Linked DNA regions of Mus musculus: all the other regions are linked to region 1. Evidence: chromatin contacts called from public Hi-C and HiChIP or PLAC-seq data. All regions are on one chromosome and are shown on one strand. The core of a region is the stretch at or near the end of the contact, and the rest is flanking DNA. Distances in the headings are between cores, read along the strand shown. Region 1 overlaps Gm41323 (a long non-coding RNA gene). Region 2 overlaps Ext1 (exostosin glycosyltransferase 1). Region 3 has its middle 130 kb from the start of Gm41323.

Region 1 (2,806 bases), core at 124-2,623:
GAGTTGGCTGCTGGGTGGAGCCTCAACTTAAGAATGATTAAAGATGGGGGACCTTTGGGATAGCATTGAAAATGTAAATGAGGAAAATACCTAATAAAAAAAATTTAAAAAAAAGAATGATTAAAGAATGTGTGTTACATCTACACAATGGAATAGTATTCAGCTATTAAAAAAACAAAGACATCATGAATTTTACAGGCAAATGTATGGAACCTGAGAGGATCATCCTGAGTGAGGTAGCCCAGTCCCAAAAGGACATGCATGGCATGTACTCACTTATAGTGGATCTTAGCCTTAAAATACAGGTACCATGTTACACTCCCCAGACCCAAGGAACTAAATAAGAAGGAAGGCCCAAGTGAGGAAGCTTGAATCTCACTTAAAAAGGGGGATAAAATAGTTGTAAGAGGCAAATAGAGGGAGGGAACTAGGAGGGAGGGCTTATGGGGAGGGGGATGGGGGATTCAGGATCAAGTGTGAGAAAGGACAGGAGAGATGACTAGATGGCCATAAAAATGAATGGAAACCTGAAACTGATGTGGGTGAGGAGGTGGGGGCATTTCCAGGATGAGATAGAGGCCTGTGATAAGAGAAGCACCCAAGAATCGATGGTGGTGACCTTAGCTGTGACTCACTGCATTGGGGATATGGACCCTGAAGAGACTACCTCCTGTAGCCAGACAGGAACCCCAGTGTAGCAATAGAGGCACCAACCTACCCACAAATCTTTCAACTCCAAATTTATCCTGTCTACAAGAATTGCAGGCATGGGGGATAAAGCAGAGACTGAGGGAATGACCAACCAATATCTGGTCCAATTTGAGACCCATCCCATGGGCAAGCACCAATCCCTAACACTATTAATGATACTCTATTATGCTTGCAGACAGGAGTTTTTTTTTCAATGCTTTTTATTTCAATGTTTATTATTTCTCTAACTCTGGGGGTCCCCACTCTTCCAGGACTAGGGTGATTCAGTATTTCTTTTGGGAAAAATTTTTTTCAGATGACAATATCTTTCCCCCTGTAGTTTCCCATTGCCTTTACCTTCTGTGAGACTGGGACATTCTGGTTTGTCATACGTTTCAGCAATCTGTCCCATTAGGCTTGCTTTTTCTTACCCGGGGATCTAGAATGGACTCTTGTCTTCTCAAGGTAACATTTCTCCTCTGGGAGAACATTTGCTTCTAATGCTGTATTTCAACATTTTATTTTCAGGAGAGAAAAGTCTGTGTGACTTCATCTCCCTGTGTTGAAAATGATGACTGTCTAGACCACGTGTTCCACCCAAGTTCTGTGTGGTTTCTGTGGTTACTGTAGCATTGGGGGTTGTTGGCCTTGCCTAGCCTTGACTGATTACCCTGAGGCCAAGCCAAGCAGAAGAGTGTTATTCTTTGTGGCCAAGTGTCTGGTTACACTCTAGGAGAAGGGAATGGGATTCCTGTAGGATGACAGGAAGACCTTCGTTATCTGTGGGAAAAGGAATGATTATGTTTCTCTATAGTTGGGTAATGTGGTTGCCTGTAACCTTGAGCCTGACCAGAGAATCCTGCTATCATTTACTTTGACACTGTATTTAAATTCCCACAATAATTAACCATGTTTCAAACATCTCCAGGAAATGAGTTATTGAAATAATATTCTGATGGTAAGGTAAAGTGTCTTTAAAAGCCTGAGCTAAATTCCAATGATAAAAAGGCAGAATCGAGACTATACCAAACCATTTGAAAGGCTGTCCTTTCAAAAGTGATTCGTTGTGAACTTCTTGATAGCTTTGTGTGATAGAGAGGGGCAGAAAGGCATGGAATGAAGCAATGTCACCATTTCACTAGGTATTAGCTTAATACATGTCTTCTGTAAATTGAGATGAATTAAATGGTATCGTCAAAAAGTAAAACACTTGCAGAGCTTTAGAGCTAGAAGGGTAGAGAGGAAATAATGACTCCATAATAAGAACATTCTCCATGTTGTTGCCTGCAACCAGTAACTTCATGGCAGACATTACTAATGGATCTTATCACTTTTCTTTGCTGTGCCTATTTCAATATCACAGTCTTTATTATTATTTCACCAAACCATACACAATTCTATTATAGGATTTGGCCCTCCCTTTACAAACCTCTTACCAGTGCTATCTCAGAGCAAGCCAATTGTTCTTCTATCCTCAAGAAGAAAGCCAAAAGTACAAAAGAGCCATGTGTTGGAGTCCCACTGACAATTCTATAGGGCAGGCATTTTTTGACCAAATTTGAGTTAATTTGAGTTCTAGACCTTTGATGGACTTGTCTCCAAGTATAGACCCTTGAACATACTATACAATTAAGAAAATAAATGCAATTAAAAATAACAGTTAAGAATTTTTAGCCAAACATTTGATAATACAAGGTTTGGGAAAGATCTCTGAAAGCATATTCATATGCCTTAGAATAGTACCACTTAAATTAGCATTATGCTACAAATATATTTCTATAACTTTAAAAATATGTTTAGAATTTCTCTTTCCCTCCCTCCCTCCCTCCCTCCCTCCCTCCCTCCCTCCCTCCCTCCCTCCCTCCCTTCCTTCCTTCCTTTCTTTCTTTCTTTTTTGTTTTTTTTTGAGACAGGGTTTCTCTTTGTGTAGCCCTGGCTGTCCTGGAACTCACTCTGTAGACCAGGCTGACATTGAACTCAGAAATCTGCCTGCCTCTGCCTCCCAAGTGCTGGGATTAAAGGCATACCTTACCACTGCCTGGCTTTAGAATTTTTTAATATTACCTTCACTCCTATTTTCTCCTGTCTACCTTCTACCCCAGTCAGCATGTGATTT
Region 2 (2,806 bases), core at 118-2,617, 180 kb before region 1:
CAAGTATTAGCTTTCTGATTTTTTTTCATAAGAGATGTGACTCAAATCTGGGTATAAACAGAGAAGAATCATTACTTAGAAGGGACGGGGCTGGCAGAAAAAGAGCAGCTGTGATGTTCACCCAGTTCATAAGTAAATACTCGAGACAAACTATCACCTCAGGCAGCCTGGAATTGTGTGAGTCTGAAGATTAGAGGCTCATTGCTGGCTTCTTGCCTGTCCACTGTGGCTAGCGAAAAAGCAGGATCATTTGGCCAACGTGCTTGTGAGAGAGGATCTGTGGGAACCCTGGGAAGACAGCAAGCCACAGCAGCGGCTTCCTTCCTTGTACAGCTTCTGATGAGGAGAAAGCTTTTAAACTACACACTGCTGCTGTGTGGGGAGCTGCGGCTTCTGCTTTCATTTTCTTTTAACGGGTCTGCTCCTCGTTTGTCTCTTGGCTGTCTTTGCAAAACTGTTTTTTTGTTTTTTTCATTGTTGGTAGTTTTTAAAAAATGTTTATTCCATTCCTTCTGATATAATTTGCCATAATAACCTGCAATTGCATACTACTTTCCTGATTATACTGCATGTACATAATTTCATTTGAGCTTCACAGCTTTGAGACTGACAGAAGCTAAGAGATGTGCATGGGGGTCTCGCAGGAGAGCCACACTCCAGATTCTTCAGCCCAGGTCTCCTCATTGACAGCTGCCTGTGTTTCTGATAATCTGCTGGCTCCCTTCAGCTGAAGTGATTACAGCTATCTTTTGCAGAAATGCTCATAAGGTGCTGTACTTTAATTAAAATGTATCGTTTGGAAGCCGGGCGTGGTGGTGCACACCTTTAATCCCAGTACTCGGGAGACAGAGGCAGGCGGATTTCTGAGTTCAAGGCCAGCCTGGTCTACAAAGTGAGTTCCAGGACAGCCAGGGCTACACAGAGAAACCCTGTCTAGGGAGAAAAGAAATTAAAAAGAAAAAGAAAAGAATGTATCATTTGGTCAGGTCAGTAGAAGGATCAACCCCTTTGGATGAACCAGGAAACTAAGCCCAGACAAATTAGTATTTCCCAAGATTGCCCAGTTTGTGGATGGTAAGCATAGACTGTGAACCCAGGTTTGGCTGCTTGACCACTGAGCTCTTGTTTACTAAGTTTTTAGCTACCAGTTCCCTGCTGCACAAAATGTACTGGGCATTACAATGGACTCACATAGAATCCAAGGCTCTTTCCCAAGAGTTCTGGATTCAGCAGGCCTGGGTGATCCTGAGATCTGTGCAGTTCCCTGGTACCACAGGTGATACAAGTGGCAGGGACAACACTTGGTGGAATGGTATGAACCACTCTGTCTCCCTTGCCTAGTCACACTGACTCACTATTAGTGAGTCATCTTATGTGGTGAGGGAAGACTTCAAATAACATTCCATAGCATATCTGAAATGGGGTTATATTCTGTACCTTATTCAGTACAACTCTAGGAAGAAAACTATTATACCTATTGCATGGTACTGGCTTCCAGGTTAAAGTCAGGGTCATGTCGTTTTTATTGCACATTTTCTGTGGAGCCACTTAGAAAGGCTCTTCTATCTCCTGCATCATTACCTCTGGAGTGTGGACTGTAATGCCACAAAGGGGAGACAACTGGTTTACCAGCTGAAGCTGCAAATTCTCTGAAAGCAGTTGATACCTCTCCTGTCTCACTGTGTGTGTGTGTGTGTGTGTGTGTGTGTGTGTGTTTTAAGTTGTATGTGATTATAGCATGTCTTACATCTCCTGACTTAATAAGATGAACTGGTCTACTTTAGAAGATTGTCTCCCCACTTGACCTATAAAGTCTGTCTCCCCCACCTCTAACCAATGGTAGCGACTACTCCGTTCTCCGGCCCCGTCGTTATATGCTGTCACAAGTGTTATGAAAATGGAGCAATGTAGTGTGTACCCTTTAGAGGGTGGCTTTGGACTCGGCATTAGCATCCTCGAGGTCCTTGTGTACTTAAGTAGTTTGATCCGTGTTCTTTTACTTCATTATGTTTTATTCATCTGAGAAGTGATCTAGGCTATGTGTATACCACAATCTTGCCTCATTCATACTTGGAAGGGTATCCAGTGTATACATTTGTGGACAGTTCTCCTATGTAAAAATGCCTTCATTTCTCTGGGATAAATGCCTAAGTACAGTGCTGGGTCATATGAAAAGTCCATTTTTAGTTTGAGAAGGAACTGCCAGATTGTCCCCAAAACAGCCTTACCATTTTCCTCTCATTGTAGCCCCCAAGGAAGAGCTCTTGTTTTTCTTGTTTTCCATGTTTCTATCTGTGCTTGTTCTCATGTGTCCTCTTAGATCATACACTGTCCTGCAGGGAGCAAGTGGCACCTCCTTGTGTTTTGGGTTGATTTCCGTTCCTTCAATGACTAACGATACTCAGTATCTTCCTGTGTTCTTCTTGGTGCTTTATTCATTTTCTTTGGGAAAAATATCAGTTCAAATTGTTAGCCCATGTTTACATTGGATTCTCTTATTGTTGTATCAGAAGTGTTTTTTCCATAGTCTAGACCAGTGTTTCTCAACCTGTGGGCCTCAAACCCTTCGGAGGTCACATATAATATACTTGCATTATAATTTACAACAGTAGCAAAATTACAGTTATGAAGTAGCAATGAAATAACTTTATGTTTAGGGTCACCACAACATAAGGAACTATATTAAAGGGTCACAGACTTCGGAAAGTAGAGGGCCATGGTTTTAGACAAAGTTTCTTAGGAGATGGATGATTTGAAAGTATTTCTGCTTCAGGAGATTGTCTTTTTCCCTTCCAGGAAGGAGCTT
Region 3 (2,806 bases), core at 206-2,705, 140 kb before region 1:
TGAGAGGTCCAGTTTGAAGGCTATCAGCTCTTGCCATGAACTGTGAGATACCAAGTTCCTGGTTTCTACTAGCTTCCATCACCAGCATACAGCCAGGGCTACAGTTGGTAAATTCACTTACCTGGATCCTGACAGCTGTGGACATGGGCCTTTAAAATGTGTCCTCCATTGCTGACTAGCTGTAAGCAAGAAAGACCTTTGGCTGTTGCCTGCAAGTTTGATGGGAACAAAGTTGCTTTGGATTAAATTCTCAGTGGGCAAAACCTGAATGCTGAACTACATTGAACACATCTCACTCACTACTTTAAACCATCAAATGGTAATGAAATTATTCCTAGACTCCATGTTTCCATTGAAAGGGTGAAGTGGGATGAAACATCCTAAGACGGGTTTACCCCATCAGTTCGGTAATAATATCCAGGAACTCTGGATACGAAACCTGTGGGTTTTGATAGTAAAGGTGATTTCTGGCTGGAAGCCATGTCTCCTCTTTGCCCTTTCCAAAAATCAAAGGATATTGTTTCTTTTTACTTAGCTGAGGCTATAGTTGTCACTGTCCTAGAGTGCCAATATGTTCTAGATCAACAGCATGGGTGAGATACTTGGTAGGCAGAGTCTTATTGTTGTTTAAAATCAAGTCAAGCTGGCCTTCCAGGCACACTATTTTTGTATTGATCTGCCTTTCAGATCTCAAAGGTCATTTGATTTCTGCAATAGCATTCTGTTCTATAGGAGCACATTCCTCTCATTTTAGTTGTAATTATTACTAAAATTAGGGCCATGCAAATGACCTGGTTACCACGAAATGAACTGTATATTTATGCTAAGTAAAAATGTATAGGATATGCTGAGAGTTAAAAAAAAAAAGACATGGAAAACTGGAACTATTTTAGGTGGCAAATTGTAACAAAAAATAGTAAATCTTATTTTGTATACAATGTACATTTGGGACCCTTTTTCTAATACATGGCCAATGTTATTGTGGTGTCAACACAGGTCTTTTTTGGAGTGTTTTCCACATTTGTTACAGAGTATTAATGATTTAGTGCAATTGAGTCCTAAAGTGTGTGAGAGAGTGCAAGAAATTTCAAAGCCATAGATCTTGATTTACGTCACTGACCTGTGTAACTTTATGTCTGGGTTTTGCCATTTAAGATAGATTGTTTTATAGAGTGTCACCAAAGACTTTTTCCTTCAGATTTATAGAAGAATAAAAAGAGAAATTATTAATAAATGACATGACTTTTCATCTATGTGGGTCTGATTCCATTTTTTTCCCTGTTGGGTACAGAAGATCCAGAAAGAACTAATGTTTTGAAAATCCTAACATTTCCATGAGGGTTCTGGGGAAGTCAGGCACATGAGGTTCCATTGAATATGCTTGGGTGGAGGCCTAACTCTCACAGCTGGGCTGCAGCCCAGCACCCAACAACAGTCATCTTCCAGGCCAGATGCAGCTGTACTGTTGGAAATTGCCCAAGTGGATGGTGGTGATGTGCCCAGTTCACAGTGTTCCTCCATATGAATGCTGGGACAAAGTGGCAGGGCTGGGTCCCAGAGCATCTGGAGCCTGACAGCTGTGGCCATTACCCCCACTTGGTTTCAACTACTGCCTGGAGCTCATGAATTACTGGCTGGCAAAGAATTTATTAGACTGGCATTTCTCAAAAGGTTTTAAAAATGCACCCAGGTGTGCTACAGCTACCACTCAGGGCTACTATAGTGAGGGTTGGTGGTGGTAATGAGCCTCTTTTTCACACTTGTTCCTCTTTGCCTCCTTTTTACTCTAGTGGTATCTCCTCCCCATCTCCACTACTCTTCTACACTATATTTACATATTCTCGAGGAGAGGCATAAGTCACCACCTTCTCATACTTGGAATGGAGAAAAGGGCAAATTTCATTTGGAATTTTGGTTTGTTTTGTGACATCCATCAAAGTTTTTTGTTATGTATTTCAATTTGTTCTTCTGTAAAAGTGTAGCAAAATGTGTATTATGTATGTATGTATGTATGTATGTATATATGTATGTATGTATGTTTATATACCTACATGCATGCATGCATGTAAATAAATATATGGACAATGACCGTATACCAAGCACTGTGTGAAGTCAGGATGTGGTTAGAGAATGCAAGTGTAAGGCACCTGAGTTCTGGCTTAGAAATGACTGGGCCCATTCTTGACTTCCAACTTTACAAAATCTGGCCCCAGACTATGACTCATGATAGAATCATTCCCCAGTTGGAGGACAAATGAGAAGGCTAGTTGGGTAAGTTACTTTTAAATTAGGTCCCAGCCCACCTCACAGATGTTTCAAGGAGTGCTATTGCTTACAGAAATACCTGGAGCAAATTGCAAATTACAGATGGTGCTGCTTTATGGTCCAAGCAGTTCCACCAAGTCTACTGGCGAGAGGACTGGAAGTTATTTGTGGACACCTGAGTCATCCTATACCGGCCTCCCCCAACTTTGAGCCATCTTTCTGGCTTTCAGAACTCAAAGTACTGCAAGAAAGATTGAAACAATGTGCCTGCTCTTCCAGACACAGCTGTACTCTGGCAGATACAGAAGAGATCTAGTGGTCATTATGCAGTCCAGCAGGTTCAAGACTTAGCAGGGGGCTTGTTTGTTTGTTTCTTTGTTTTGTGGTTTTTCTAGAATTATTGTTTATTTTATGTATGTGAGTACACTGTAGATATCTTCAGACACAGCACAAGGGGCCATCAGATCCAGTTACAGATGGTTGTGAGCCATCATGTGGTTGCTCGGAATTGAACTCTCTGGAAGAGCAGTCAATGCTCTTA

What was found. HiChIP or PLAC-seq counts read pairs in DNA pulled down with a chosen protein or histone mark. Hi-C and Micro-C count contacts between places; a contact is called where the count stands out from the background.
Region 2: a CTCF HiChIP or PLAC-seq map of the NIH/3T3 cell line shows a contact between it and region 1, with 11 read pairs. The contact joins two enhancer-like sites. A contact is called at or near these places in 1 of 15 datasets of contacts at CTCF or cohesin (the NIH/3T3 cell line), 8 of 484 Hi-C or Micro-C datasets (the C2C12 cell line, adipose-derived mesenchymal stem cells, embryonic fibroblasts and 4 more) and 1 of 115 datasets of contacts at active chromatin or transcription factors (pancreatic cancer cells).
Region 3: a contact with region 1 is called in a Hi-C map of muscle stem cells, with 1.9 times the contacts expected there. The contact joins two enhancer-like sites. A contact is called at or near these places in 1 of 15 datasets of contacts at CTCF or cohesin (the NIH/3T3 cell line), 7 of 484 Hi-C or Micro-C datasets (adipose-derived mesenchymal stem cells, cumulus cells, embryonic fibroblasts and 4 more) and 1 of 115 datasets of contacts at active chromatin or transcription factors (embryonic fibroblasts).

The regions. Positions count from the first base shown.
Region 1 is chr15:52,927,123-52,929,928 of GRCm38.p6, reverse strand. The region is part of intron 2 of Gm41323 (a long non-coding RNA gene); the gene reads left to right. Among named protein-coding and RNA genes, the nearest start is that of Gm41323, 5.0 kb to the left of the region's middle. Within about 2 kb of position 1,373, at least 58 of the 459 cell types and tissues checked have an H3K27ac peak or open chromatin away from gene starts, as enhancers often do. A contact at or near this core is called in the C2C12 cell line, the NIH/3T3 cell line, adipose-derived mesenchymal stem cells and 4 more, where this site is marked.
Region 2 is chr15:53,111,467-53,114,272 of GRCm38.p6, reverse strand. The region is part of intron 1 of Ext1 (exostosin glycosyltransferase 1); the gene reads left to right. Among named protein-coding and RNA genes, the nearest start is that of Gm41323, 180 kb to the right of the region's middle. Within about 2 kb of position 1,367, at least 114 of the 459 cell types and tissues checked have an H3K27ac peak or open chromatin away from gene starts, as enhancers often do. A contact at or near this core is called in the C2C12 cell line, the NIH/3T3 cell line, adipose-derived mesenchymal stem cells and 4 more, where this site is marked.
Region 3 is chr15:53,062,485-53,065,290 of GRCm38.p6, reverse strand. No RefSeq gene overlaps it. Among named protein-coding and RNA genes, the nearest start is that of Gm41323, 130 kb to the right of the region's middle. Within about 2 kb of position 1,455, at least 30 of the 459 cell types and tissues checked have an H3K27ac peak or open chromatin away from gene starts, as enhancers often do. A contact at or near this core is called in muscle stem cells, where this site is marked.